Regions from separate parts of the Mus musculus genome. Here region 1 is linked to region 2. A link is a contact called in public promoter capture Hi-C data. All regions are on one chromosome and are shown on one strand. The core of a region is the stretch at or near the end of the contact, and the rest is flanking DNA. Distances in the headings are between cores, read along the strand shown. Region 1 has its middle 38 kb from the start of C1galt1. Region 2 has its middle 19 kb from the start of Gm35194.

Region 1 (6,092 bases), core at 2,668-5,167, 82 kb before region 2:
ACTTCAAAAAAAAAAAAAAAAAAAAAGTATTAAAAATTGATGATCTCACTGGCGCTCTCCAGAGTGCTGCTGGGTAAAAGTCACTCCTAACATTTTCTGCAGACTCCTCTTTTCTTGGCTTCACTTCTTTGGTTTCAGTAGAAACAGTGAGTTTGAGTAATTCGGCATCAAAATCTTAAATTCAAGAAGAAAAAAAAGGATAAGCTGATGAGTGATTTTAAAAAAACAAAGCAAACACAACCTTCCAAACAGCGACCTGGAAGAATGAGCACAAATTTAGAAAACCCTCTGAAAGCCTGGTGCTTGTAGACTATGGAGTTGGTAAGAATCCAAGTAAACCAATTTCCACTGCTTACTGTAGAGTAAAATTTATATGTTAAGTTACTAATTTGCATCACCACAAGGGAATTGGCTATGGGTGAAGTCCTTTGTGGTTGCACATTGAAATATAAGATCATGAAGCAGTTTGTGATGATGTCTCCCTCCCCGACTTTATTTAGGCTACCCCATCCCCCACCCTGGGAAGACTGGAATTTGCTTTGTTTTGAAACCTCAGACTCAGGTTAAATTTCTTCTCTTCATTCTGCACCATGGCTCTCACAGGTTCTCCCAGCATCTGAGGGCCATCTTCCCATGGGGCAGGTTTGTGGGAGGATTTGTCCAAGCTGACTGATTGGGTCTAAGCATAAAAACACACATGGACTCAAGGGCTAACCTGATAAACATGGTGACCACCGTTTATCTCAGAAATTGATGGTCCCGTGTCTAACTTATGCTCACTTTAAAAGGGTGGCTTCATTCATGTTTGAAACTGACTTTTCCCCTTTTACCTTTTAATTAGTGTGTGTGTGTGTGTGTGTGTGTGTGTGTGTATGTGTAGCAGAGGTGGGAGGGGCAGTGAGCTGGGCTTGGCTTTGTCTGCTTCAGTGAGACACAGGCTTTATGACATTTAAATGGTCAGGTAACTGGAAGATTTTTCTTTTTTTCCCATAGGGAACATAGATCCAGACTGCAGAGCACGTTACTCTGAAATAGCAAATGTTTTCCCTGTTAGCCTCCCAGGGTGCAGTCAGATTGTCAGCAGGAATGAGGGGCGGGATGAGAGAACATCGTCTGTGCACTTAGTGGCCAATTAGCTCAGCGTCTGACCATGTGGTACCTGGACTGTTTCTGTATCGAGACAGATGAGCAGCTACTCAACCATCTGGTACTCTTGAAACAGATGGCAAAGAAAGCTGGGAGTCAACCTGGTGCAGGATGCTTGGTGACTCTCATAAAGTGGTCTCTGGACTCTTCTCTCCACTTTCTGGAATTGTCTGGAAAAATGGTTTTCCACCAGGGGCCAGCAAGATAGAGGATGAAGTTGCCAGTTGAAGATGGCATGACATTCATGTGGCTGCTACTGGAAGGGCAACCTCTGTCTGGGTACAGATGACACTGGAACTTTCTCAGGTCAACACTTTTCGTGGTGTCTTTTGGTAGGAATACTGGAAAGAGTTCAGGGAATGTCACACGGTATATGACATGGTCGTGTATATTGCCTGTACAAAATTATCTGACAACTGCTGTCATGAGTATGAAAACAGTGTGGTATTACAGAAGGAATAGGCAGCGAACAGTAGAATACACTTCATATAAACTCTTAAAAAATAAAGTCATATATGATTCTAGTGCTTTAAAATGAATTTTGAAAAACTGACTAATAAAGTCTCTTGAGAGAAATAAGTTGCCCTTTTCTAAAATCTTTCCCTAAATTTCATAAGTTTAGAAGAGAGGAAGGAAAAAGTAAACATACAAAATCAAATACCTATGAGTAATGGAAGGAAACATGAGAATTGCTTTTCTGAGAATTCCATTCATAAGAACACTGAATTTCTACAAGTCCCACCCATTCCCCTCCCCCTCCACTGCCCTGGAGGTCTCGTCTTCTCTAATTACTGTTACACTTGTATACAACCTACTGAGTCCATTCTATGTTGGCTGTTTTAAGAGCACTTGGAATTGGCCAACCTATCAGGGGACTCGTCCCTAGAAGAGGCTGGTTCTCCGTCTCTTAGCATCCACTGACTGCCCATAGTAGGAGTTGGGCCTTGTGACGTTTCTCCATTCCTGCTAGTACACTGACTGATATGATCAGTGATCAGGTTTTATTTAGGCGGCCATATTGTTGAGAGCCATGGGTACAACATCTCTGTCATGTCTAGAGGATACTATCTTGTAGCTGGCTTTCTGGTCTTTTCGTTTTTATGATCTCTCTGTCCCCTGCCCCAACCATGCTCCCTGAGGGGTTAGGTGTAGGGGTTGTATTGTAGATGTACAAACTGGAGTTAGATAACTTACACTCAGTTAGTCTCCACAGTCTGACTAGTTGTGCGTCTCTGTAGTACCTTCCTTCTCCTATAAAAAGAAGCTTTTTTGATGAAGGAGGAGGGCTACACTTACCCAGGGGTATGTGTATAATACAGTCAGGCATTTTACTGACTTAAAAAACGGTAGTAGTTTCTCCTCTAGGGTCCCTGAGTTCTCCAGCCGTGGGTAGCATTTCCATTCATTTCCTGTCCCCTCCACTGCCCTAGGATTCGTAACCTCTTCTTTAGTTACTGTTACATATGTATACAACCTACTGAGCCAGCCCATTTTGTGTTGCCCTGTACACATAGTTTTAGGGCTGAACACCTGGAATTGGCAAACCTATCTAGGTTTACAGTACCAGGTCTGAACTATACTGGGTGGTTCTAAGTTCTATTAGACAGATGTTGGTTCCCCTCAAAAAAATAAGCACCATTATTACACCATTGGGGATATCTTACCTAGGTGGTCATTGTTGTGGTTCACAGGCTTAAAAGCTGGGTAGAACTACTGATTGCTTTTCTGTTTGTTTGTTTGTTTGTTTGTTTTTGATCTTTGGCAGCTTGGATAGCACCTTCTGGCGCTATGGGAGATAGACCTCAGGGAGGAGGCTCCCTGGGAGTCAGCACCAGCTAGATCCCTCCATATCTTGTGTCTAAAGTGTATGGTGGCATCAGCTATAGCATCTCACCTCCCCTTTTTCTTGTCTATATTCTCTTAATATAAATACAAGGCTTTTTGTATTTGTATTTGTGTGGAAGCTCAAATCTAAATTTTTTGAAGTAGAAAAACTGTTTGAGGGGGTCACTTCGGCCATAAAGAAGCTTTTGGGGCTAGACAACTCCATACATTTGGAAGAGAATAAAGTAGGAATTATATATTAGCCTCAAAACTTTCCTTAGAGTGACAGGATCTCGACATTCATTTCTATGAATTTATATATATATATATGTATATATATATATACACGTATATATATATATGTATATATATATGTATATATATATATATATACGTATATATATATATGTATATATATATGTATATATATATGTATATATATATATATATACACACATATACATATACACACACATATATATACATATATATACCATATTATATATACATATTTCATATTATTTATCATACAAAATGGAAAATAAGACATCCATATCTCACCCACACAGGGCACAACAACCCCCCTATATAATTTAAAAGCCAATCACTTAATTTTTTTCCCTGAGTACGGACAAAGGAGTCTGTAGAAGAGAGTAGAGCAGTGTGCTGAACAGAACTTTTGGAAAAGAACGGATTCAGAAAGGACACATGTCCACGAGTCAGCAGCATGGGGTTTCTCGGCTGAAGAGAGTCGGCCCGGAGGGGCAGCCACTGCCCAGACTGTTCTTTATCATTCCCAAGGGCTCCGGAGACACGTGCCTCAAATTGAACCCTTTAATGGCCGCTTGCCAGACCTTTTGCAATAAGCACTATTTATTTTCAGCCGCTGTAGAAACTTCCCACAAACTCGGAGACCTAAAACAACAGAAATGTATTTGCTCATAGTTCTGGAATTCGAAAACATGACATTAATGTGTTGGCACGGTCACACTGTCTCCAAATGTCTCTTTTGGCATCTAGTGGCTCTTAGCATTCCTTGGCTTGTGGGAGCTTTTCTTCACTTTGGACTCTGTGCACATACGGCCTTCACTGTTCCTATCGGTGTGACAACTGTCCTTCTCTCCTCTCTTGAGGGACATCAGAATTAACTCATTTTGAGAGCCTTAGTTAAATAGCCCAACAAATGGATGGAACTAGAAAATATCATCCTGAGTGAGGAAATCCAGACCCAAAAGGACGCATGCATGCATGGTATATACTCATTTATAAGTGGATATTAGCCATAAAGTACAGGATAACCATGCCATAATCAACAGACCCAATGAAGCCAAATGACAAGAAAGGCCCAAGGGAGGGTGGTTGAATCTTCCTTAGAAGGGAAAGTAAAATAGATGTAAGAAGTAAATGGGGGGGGGAGGGAACTGGCTGGGAGAGGAGATGTGGGGAGGATCTGGGTATAAGAGGGTTGTGGGGAGGGAGAGGGGGTCCTGATACTCCAATGTAAAGTGAATGAATAAATTTTTAAAAAGGTTTGTGGCAGCTACAGCATCCATGACTGAGGATCAGGAGTTCTTTTCTCATCTTAAACAGTCTTTACTATCAAAATATAATTAAAAACAAAACAAAATAAAAACTTTAAAACATGACAATTAATCCCCTACTAATTCTAATACCACCCATGTGTGTGGGAGGGGCACACACGTGTGTATGTGTATATTTTCACAAGTCTGGGTTCTGTAGTCAAGTTACAGTTTCCCTTTTAAATTTGTTATCTTTTGTTCCATGGCCTGTTTTATCTTTATGATTGCATTTTAGTAGTTAACAGGTTTATTCTTTTAGTTGGTTTCATAGTTTTATGACCATTTATTTAGCATATTCACTTCCTCTTTCTTGAGAGATGTACTTCAAAAAATTTCTAACTTCTGATAGCTCAAATCAATTAGGTCCTTCTTCTCCATCTTTAATTTTCTCATTTTTTTAAGTCAAGATTCATAATCATGTTCTGCTCTCTTTTTTGTACTGAAATAATCAATCAGCACACACTCTTTTGGCATTTGTCCACTCCTCTTGTTTTACATGGGCATCATCAATTGTCTTTCATAGTCGTTTCCCAACTCTTCTTGCTCGCCTTTAGGTTTGAGATCTAGTTTGGCTTTCCTAGGAGGTTGTTCTGGAAATCTCGAAAGGCAGTCTGTTATTCCTCCACGCACCCCTTCCTTCCTTCCTTCCTTCCTTCCTTCCTTCCTTCCTTCCTTCCTTCCTTCCTTCCTTCCAGAGATGAGACTTGGATCTGTTACTGTTACATCCCAGGCCATCTGCTCTCTAGGTCAATCTGCAGGTTCTCAAGAACTCTCTTTTAAATATAAGCATAAAAGTAAAATAGCGCTACCTACTCATTTAGACTACTGGGCTACTGTTGGGTATGCATAAGAGATCAGAAACTAGTTTTAGATAGTAAGATTTAGAGTTCTGTTGCTTGAATTTTATTTCTTGAACTTCAGTGTCTAACTTTTTTAAAAATAGTTGACCTCAACACTTACTGAATAGATTTACGGGTCCATTGGGGAGGAAAAAGCTACCAGGAAATATGTAAAGGGTAACACAATTTACTTTTGGGATGGTGGCTAATTTCTTGATTTACACTTTTCCATGTTTTGAGAAAACTAATACAAAGGAGACAGAATCATTTAAAACATTTTAAAAGAAAACATTTCTTAGACTTCACCTCTCAGTCTTGATAGCTTGCATGGGCTGATGGGTTTATGTTGGAGAAGCAGAATTCGCCACTCTGGGTCTCCAGATTCAGGGTAGTTCGTAAGCTAATGCTTTCTTGGCAGTATGAGGTTATGGTATAAAAGACACTGAGTGCGGCATAGGGAAGGTTTTCACGGAGGGAGAGTTGTCACACTTATAGCTGGGTATGGGCAAGAGGGACTCTGGGGATGCTGCTCAAGGGTCTTATACTCTGTTTTTGTCTTTCCTGTACAGAGTCTGGTTCTTTCAGTTTCCCCTTCTTAAGTGCTTTCCAGTTAGCAAAAAAAAAAAAAAAAAAAAAAATACTCAGTCCTGGTCCCCGAGATGCTTTACTAAGTCTCATTTCCAACTGAGGAAATGCAATAGAG
Region 2 (5,879 bases), core at 872-3,371:
CTGGCATAGCCTCACTAGAGTCAGCCACATCAGGGTCCTGCTCGGCAAAATCTTGCTGGCATATGCAATTGTGTCTGCATTCGGTGGTTGATTATGGTATGGATCCCTGAATGGGGAAGTCTCTACATGCTCCTTCCTTCCATCTCATCTCCAAGATTTGTCTCTGTAACTCCTTACATTGGTATTTTGTTCCTCATTCTAAGGAGGGATGAAGCATCCACACTTTGGTCTTCCTTCTTCTTGAGTTTCATGTGTTTTGCAAATTGTATCTTGAGTATTCTAAGTTTCTGGGCTAATATCCACTTATCAGAGAGTGCATATTATGTGAGTTCTTTTGTGATTGGGTTACCTCACTCAGGATGATACCCTCCAGATCCATCCATTTGCCTAAGAATTTCATAAATTCATTGTTTTTAATAGCTGAGTAGTATTCCATTGTGTAAATGTACCACATTTTCTGTATCCATTCCTCTGTTGAGGGGCATCTGGGTTCTTTCCAGCTTCTGGCTATTATAAATAAGGCTGCTATGAACATAGTGGAGCATGTGTCCTTCTTACCGGTTGGAACATCTTCTAGATATATGCCCAGGATAGGTATTTCTGGATCCTCCGGTAGTACTATGTCCAATTTTCTGAGGAACCACCAGACTGATTTCCAGAGTGGTTGTACAAGCTTGCAATCCTACCAGCAATGGAGGAGTGTTCCTCTTTCTCCACATCCACGCCAGCATCTGCTGTCACCTGAATTTTTGATCTTAGCTATTCTGACTGGTGTGAGGTGGAATTTCAAAGCTGTTTTGATTTGCATTTCCCTGATGATTAAGGATGTTGAACATTTTTTCAGGTGCTTCTCAGCCATTCAGTGTTCCTCAGTAGAGAATTCTTTGTTTCGCTCTGTACCCCATTTTTTAATGGGGATATTTGATTTTATGAAGTCCAGCTTCTTGAGTTCTTTGTATATATTGGATATTAGTCCCCTATCGGTTTTAGGATTGGTAAAAATCCTTTCCCAATCAGTTGGTGGCCTTTTTGTCTTACTGACAGTGTCTTTTGCCTTAAAGAAGCATATGCAATGCATTTCTCACGGACACAAAAACAAGTGTGAAGAGAGCAGCCTAGAGATCTGTGATAGCTCTTTGGAGGCTGCAGGGACCCAGCATTCTATTCCATACCTCAGTGCTGTGGACAGACTTATTCGCTGCCATATAGCTCTTAAGACTGTTTTTGCAGTGGAGGGCAAAAGATTTGAGGCAAAGGTATTAGCTGTCTCTCCAACTGTTTTCTGAAGTTACATGGAAAGCAAGCTAAAAAAAAGAAGGCATTTATAACAAAATACTATTTATAGGCAAGATTAGTAATAAATGATAGTGCCTTCTATTTTCAAATCAATGAAATCTCAGTCCTCTGGTCTAAAATCTTGTCAGTCATGAGAGGTCCAACCGAGGCAGGAATGACATCATTCTAGAAGCAAGACTTTGTTATCGATAAAGTCAGCACCAGACAGACAAAGACCCCTAGAACCAAAAGTAGAATCCTGCATCATTTAGCGAATGAGATGAAGCACCTTTTCGTTATGGACGAGACACAGGCCTCACTGAATTCATTTACTCTATTTACCAAAGGTATGATGTGTCATTTAGTAAATTTTATTATTTAAATATCTTTTTAACTAAGCAAACTTTCTTGTGCTGTTTTTGTGGTAATTGGTAATATAAATTTGGGGCTTGGTTGTTGTTGTTTTGTTTTGTTTTTTTGGTTTCTTTGTTTTGCTTTTTAGACAGGGTCTCGCTATTCTGCCCAGGTTATCCTAGAACTTGTTATGTAGATCAGGTTTCTTGAGCTCAGAAGAAATCCACCTGCCTTTTTCTTTTTCCCCTAGTGAGAAGGCAAGGATTAAGCAACTGGGAATAGTCAGAGTTCAGAAAGGAGCAATAGGAACAGAGTCACCCCTTCTAGAATGTGCTTTTTTCCTAGCACATTGGTGTTGGGCCTGGAGTGCTAAATTAAATTCCTTCTGATGTTCCAGCCATGCCTGTGTGCAGACTTCTGTTTCAGTACTGCTGTATTGACTGGGACCTGGTAGCATGGCCACGTCCATCTTCTGGAGAGAGTGGGAAATGAAACGTAGACTTTATTCTAGGAAGCCTTGCCCTTGATGGGATTGTACTGTTACCAAGGAAAACAAGATAAACAAATTCGTTACCATCATTGGAAGGGTTCCAACGCAGAGAAGGAACTCAAACTAGTTGCTCAATACTTTCACTTGTTCTGCAACAAGCAAGTTCTTCTCCACCCTCAGCCTGGGAAGCCTTCCAGGGATGAGAAATCGTCCCGTGTCTTCCCAGAAATGGGATAGGGTTGTGGCCAATGGATTTAATGGTAAGGTAGGTAGAGGAAGGAAAGTGTTTTCTTCCACCAATTTTTTCATGTTTTAAGTTGCATAAGGATATTGCCACTGGTGCGTGCCCCTGGCCTGGCAGCTTTAGTGTAATCTGGGAGCTTGTTAAGATGCCGGCTGTGCATTTTAACGAGCTTGGGAGATGGATCCCATGTGCAGTAAAGTCTGAGAAGCATTGTTTTTGGATGCTTTTCCCTCGTCCTTCAAAGCACATGTACCAGAAATTCTGTAATTGGGGCCAAATGGTTTCTTCTAGCAAGTAAATCTGAAAGAAGTCATTAGCAAGTGGGGCATGGTACTTGAAACAAGTTAACCAGAATTTTGTGTAGATTGGCTCTTTATCTCGTATGAAAAATAGTTATATCCTTCAGGTTATTACCAGAAGAGTGTGTTAAATGTGGATCTAACAAGAAATTTAATTTTTGAGAAGCTACTTTGAAAATATAATAAACAGGGCTTAAATGGAATCACATTATATAGATGGCTAAGGATACTCCCAAGTCCTAAGTTATTAAAGGAAAATCCCAAAGCCATGGATAGACTACCTTCATTAGTTGTTGGTCAGAGAGTGCTCTGATGCCCACAAAATAATATAGCTAGTTGCCACTGCAGTTGATTGCCCACCCGACCTAGATAGTAAGATCCTGCTGTTGAAGATGCCAAACGCTTTGTTCACAGGACATAGAGAGATCAAGCTGGAACTGGCTTGGAAGCTTCTTACTCATCTGTGGATGCTGTATCCAACAATACCAACTGGCCAGGCAAAATGTGCCTACTGATACAGTAGTGGCAAGTGGGGGCAACCAGCCACTTTCTCGTTGGGTAGGGTGCTGGCTCCACAGGAGAGAATTTATGGTACTCTAAACCTGGTCAAAAGTCTATGCTCGATGACATCATGTCAAGGCCCTCGAAGGGAAGCTCCTGTCAGTGTTTTGCTAGATGGATGTTGTAGTCTCCCCTTCCCTAGCCTGACACCTGCTTGCTCAGGGGTGGAGCTTCCCGCTCAATTGTTCTGCCACGCCCACTGCTGGAACCTGCCGCTTTGCTGTTTGGAGCCATACACGTGGTCACCCTGCTACTGGATCCCGAGATTAATTGGCGGGAATTGGCCCCCTTCCCCTGCTTCATAACTGCGTGCGGAACAGTAAAATTGAGCTTTGATCAGAATGCCTGTCTTAGCTGCATTTCTTTCTCTCACCTCCTAGCCCCTCTTCTCTTCCAAGTTTCCAAAATGCCTTTCCAGGCTAGAACCCAGGCTGTGATCTGCTGGCCGGGCACAACAGGATGTGATGTAATTTCTAATTGCCTCCTAGATAGCAATGCTTAGACCCATACAATAATGCTGACATCAGTTTTGGTTAGAGAGGATTATTTTACAATGGTCAGTAGTAATCACTGACCCAAAATTGATCAAATTACCAAGAATAAATGACTTTATGATGTCCACCCATAAGTACGACATCTATATGACCCCCTCCAACAGTCAGAGAAGATCACAGAAGAAGGGGTGGAAAGAATGTGAGATACAGGGCTGGAGAGATTGCTCAGCTGTTAAGAGCACTGACTGCTCTTCTGAAGGTCCTGAGTTCAAATTCTAGCAACCACATGATGGCTCACAACCATCTATAATATAAGATCTGATGCCCTCTTCTGGGGTATCTGAAGACAGCTACAGTGTACTTACATATAATAATAAATAAATCTTTAAAAAAAAGAATATGAGATCCAGAGGAAGTGCAGAAGGTAGAAAACGACGCTGGCCGTGACATAACTATTGCATTATTATCTGCACCTGTGATAACATACTCATGCTCTGTACAGGATTGGTCCATCAGGATTCTGTCATATGAGTGGGAGGGGGCTCCTGGGCCCTACTCTACACTGAGAATTTATACACAGTGAATAGCTGATTTTGAAACAAAACTTGAACAATGATACACCAGTGTAGATGCTAACATGGAAGGGGGGAAAGGTTGTATGTTTGTGTGTGTGTGTGTGGGGGGGGGTCCTCAACCACATACAAAGAACTGTGGTGAACTAAAATGCTGAGAAAAAATGGTCTCCCACAGGAAAGTGCTGACAAATCTTATACCAAGTGTTCTGCCCTGACAGGGTCATATTTATGTATTTGGAATATGTATGTGTGTGTGTGTGTGCAGCCGTGTGTGTGTGTGTGTGCATGTGTGTGTGTGTGTGTGTGTGTGTGTGTGTGTGCATAAATAACCACAATTAAAGAAGAGGTCATGAATTTGAGAAAGGGCAAGGTGGGTCCATGATAAGGTTCCCATTATCCTATAAAAAGACACTCACCTATGCCTCTACAAAGATGAGCAAATGAACAAAAAACCCTTCTGCAATTCAATGGTTCATAGATAAAATAAAAACATAAAACATGAAAATGTAAGGGAGGCACTTAGAATGAGTAAGAAAGTTAAAAGGAGTGAAGGGGCCTGTGATGGTTTGTATATCCTTGGACCAGGAAGTGGCACCATCTGAAGGTGTGGCCTTGTTGGAATAGGTGTGACCTAGTTGGAATGGGTGTGTCACTATGGGTGTGGGTATAAGATCCTCACTCTAGTTGCCTGGAAGTCAGTCTTCCACTAGCAGCCTTTGGATGAAGACATAGAACTCTCAGCTCCTCCTGCGCCATGCCTGCCTGGATACTGCCATGCTCCCACCTTGATGATAATGGATGGAACTTCTGACTGGACCTGTAAGCAAGCCCCAATTAAATGTTGTTTTTATAAGACTTGCCTTGGTCATGGTGTCTGTTCACAGCAGTAAAACCCTAACTAAGACAGAAGTTGGCACTGGGAGTGGGGTATTGCTGTGATAGGCCTGACCATGCTTTTATTTGAAAGAATGTGGATTTTTGGACTTTGGATTTGGAACTCAGTGGAATGTTTTAAATGGGGGTTAATGGGTCATCTTCGTAGGAATATGGAAGACTTTGTTGCTGGGAGTAATTTGAACTGTGTTGACCTGGCCCAAGAGATTTCAAAGGAGAAGAATTTCAGAATGTGGCACAAAGACTGGTTTTGTGGTATTTTGGTCAAGAATGTGGCTACTTTTTGCCCTTGTCTGAAAAGTTTGCCTGAGGCTAAGGTAAAGAGACTTGGATTAATTGCATTGACAAAAGAAGTTTCAAAAAAGCCCAGCAGAGACTTTGTTCTCTGGTTATGTCTTATGAAGAGAAGTTTGAACAAGCATAGCAAGCTTAGAAAGGAAAGATATAAAATATATGGTTTGAGTATTAAAGGGGTACCAGGAAGTGAAATGGATCAAAATCTTGTGTTCTAGGAGATAACAGATTAAGGGAGTGGGACCTTGGGGCAAGATTCTACCCAGCTTAATTAGATCCAGGCATGGTGGCACACACCTTTAATCAAATGCTGATCTCTGCATTTAAGGTCAATCTACAGAGCAAGAACCAGGATAGCCAAGCTTAGGCAGTGAAGGATTTAGAAAACATAAAGCTAGT

What was found. Capture Hi-C pulls out chosen DNA fragments and counts their contacts.
Region 1: a promoter capture Hi-C map of adipose tissue shows a contact between it and region 2, with 2.5 times the contacts expected there. The contact joins two enhancer-like sites. A contact is called at or near these places in 3 of 484 Hi-C or Micro-C datasets (CD4 T cells, CD8 T cells and rod photoreceptor) and 2 of 9 other capture datasets (adipose tissue and liver).

The regions. Positions count from the first base shown.
Region 1 is chr6:7,880,511-7,886,602 of GRCm38.p6, reverse strand. No RefSeq gene overlaps it. Among named protein-coding and RNA genes, the nearest start is that of C1galt1, 38 kb to the right of the region's middle. Within about 2 kb of position 3,917, at least 20 of the 459 cell types and tissues checked have an H3K27ac peak or open chromatin away from gene starts, as enhancers often do. A contact at or near this core is called in adipose tissue, where this site is marked.
Region 2 is chr6:7,796,548-7,802,426 of GRCm38.p6, reverse strand. No RefSeq gene overlaps it. Among named protein-coding and RNA genes, the nearest start is that of Gm35194, 19 kb to the left of the region's middle. Within about 2 kb of position 2,121, at least 11 of the 459 cell types and tissues checked have an H3K27ac peak or open chromatin away from gene starts, as enhancers often do. A contact at or near this core is called in adipose tissue, where this site is marked.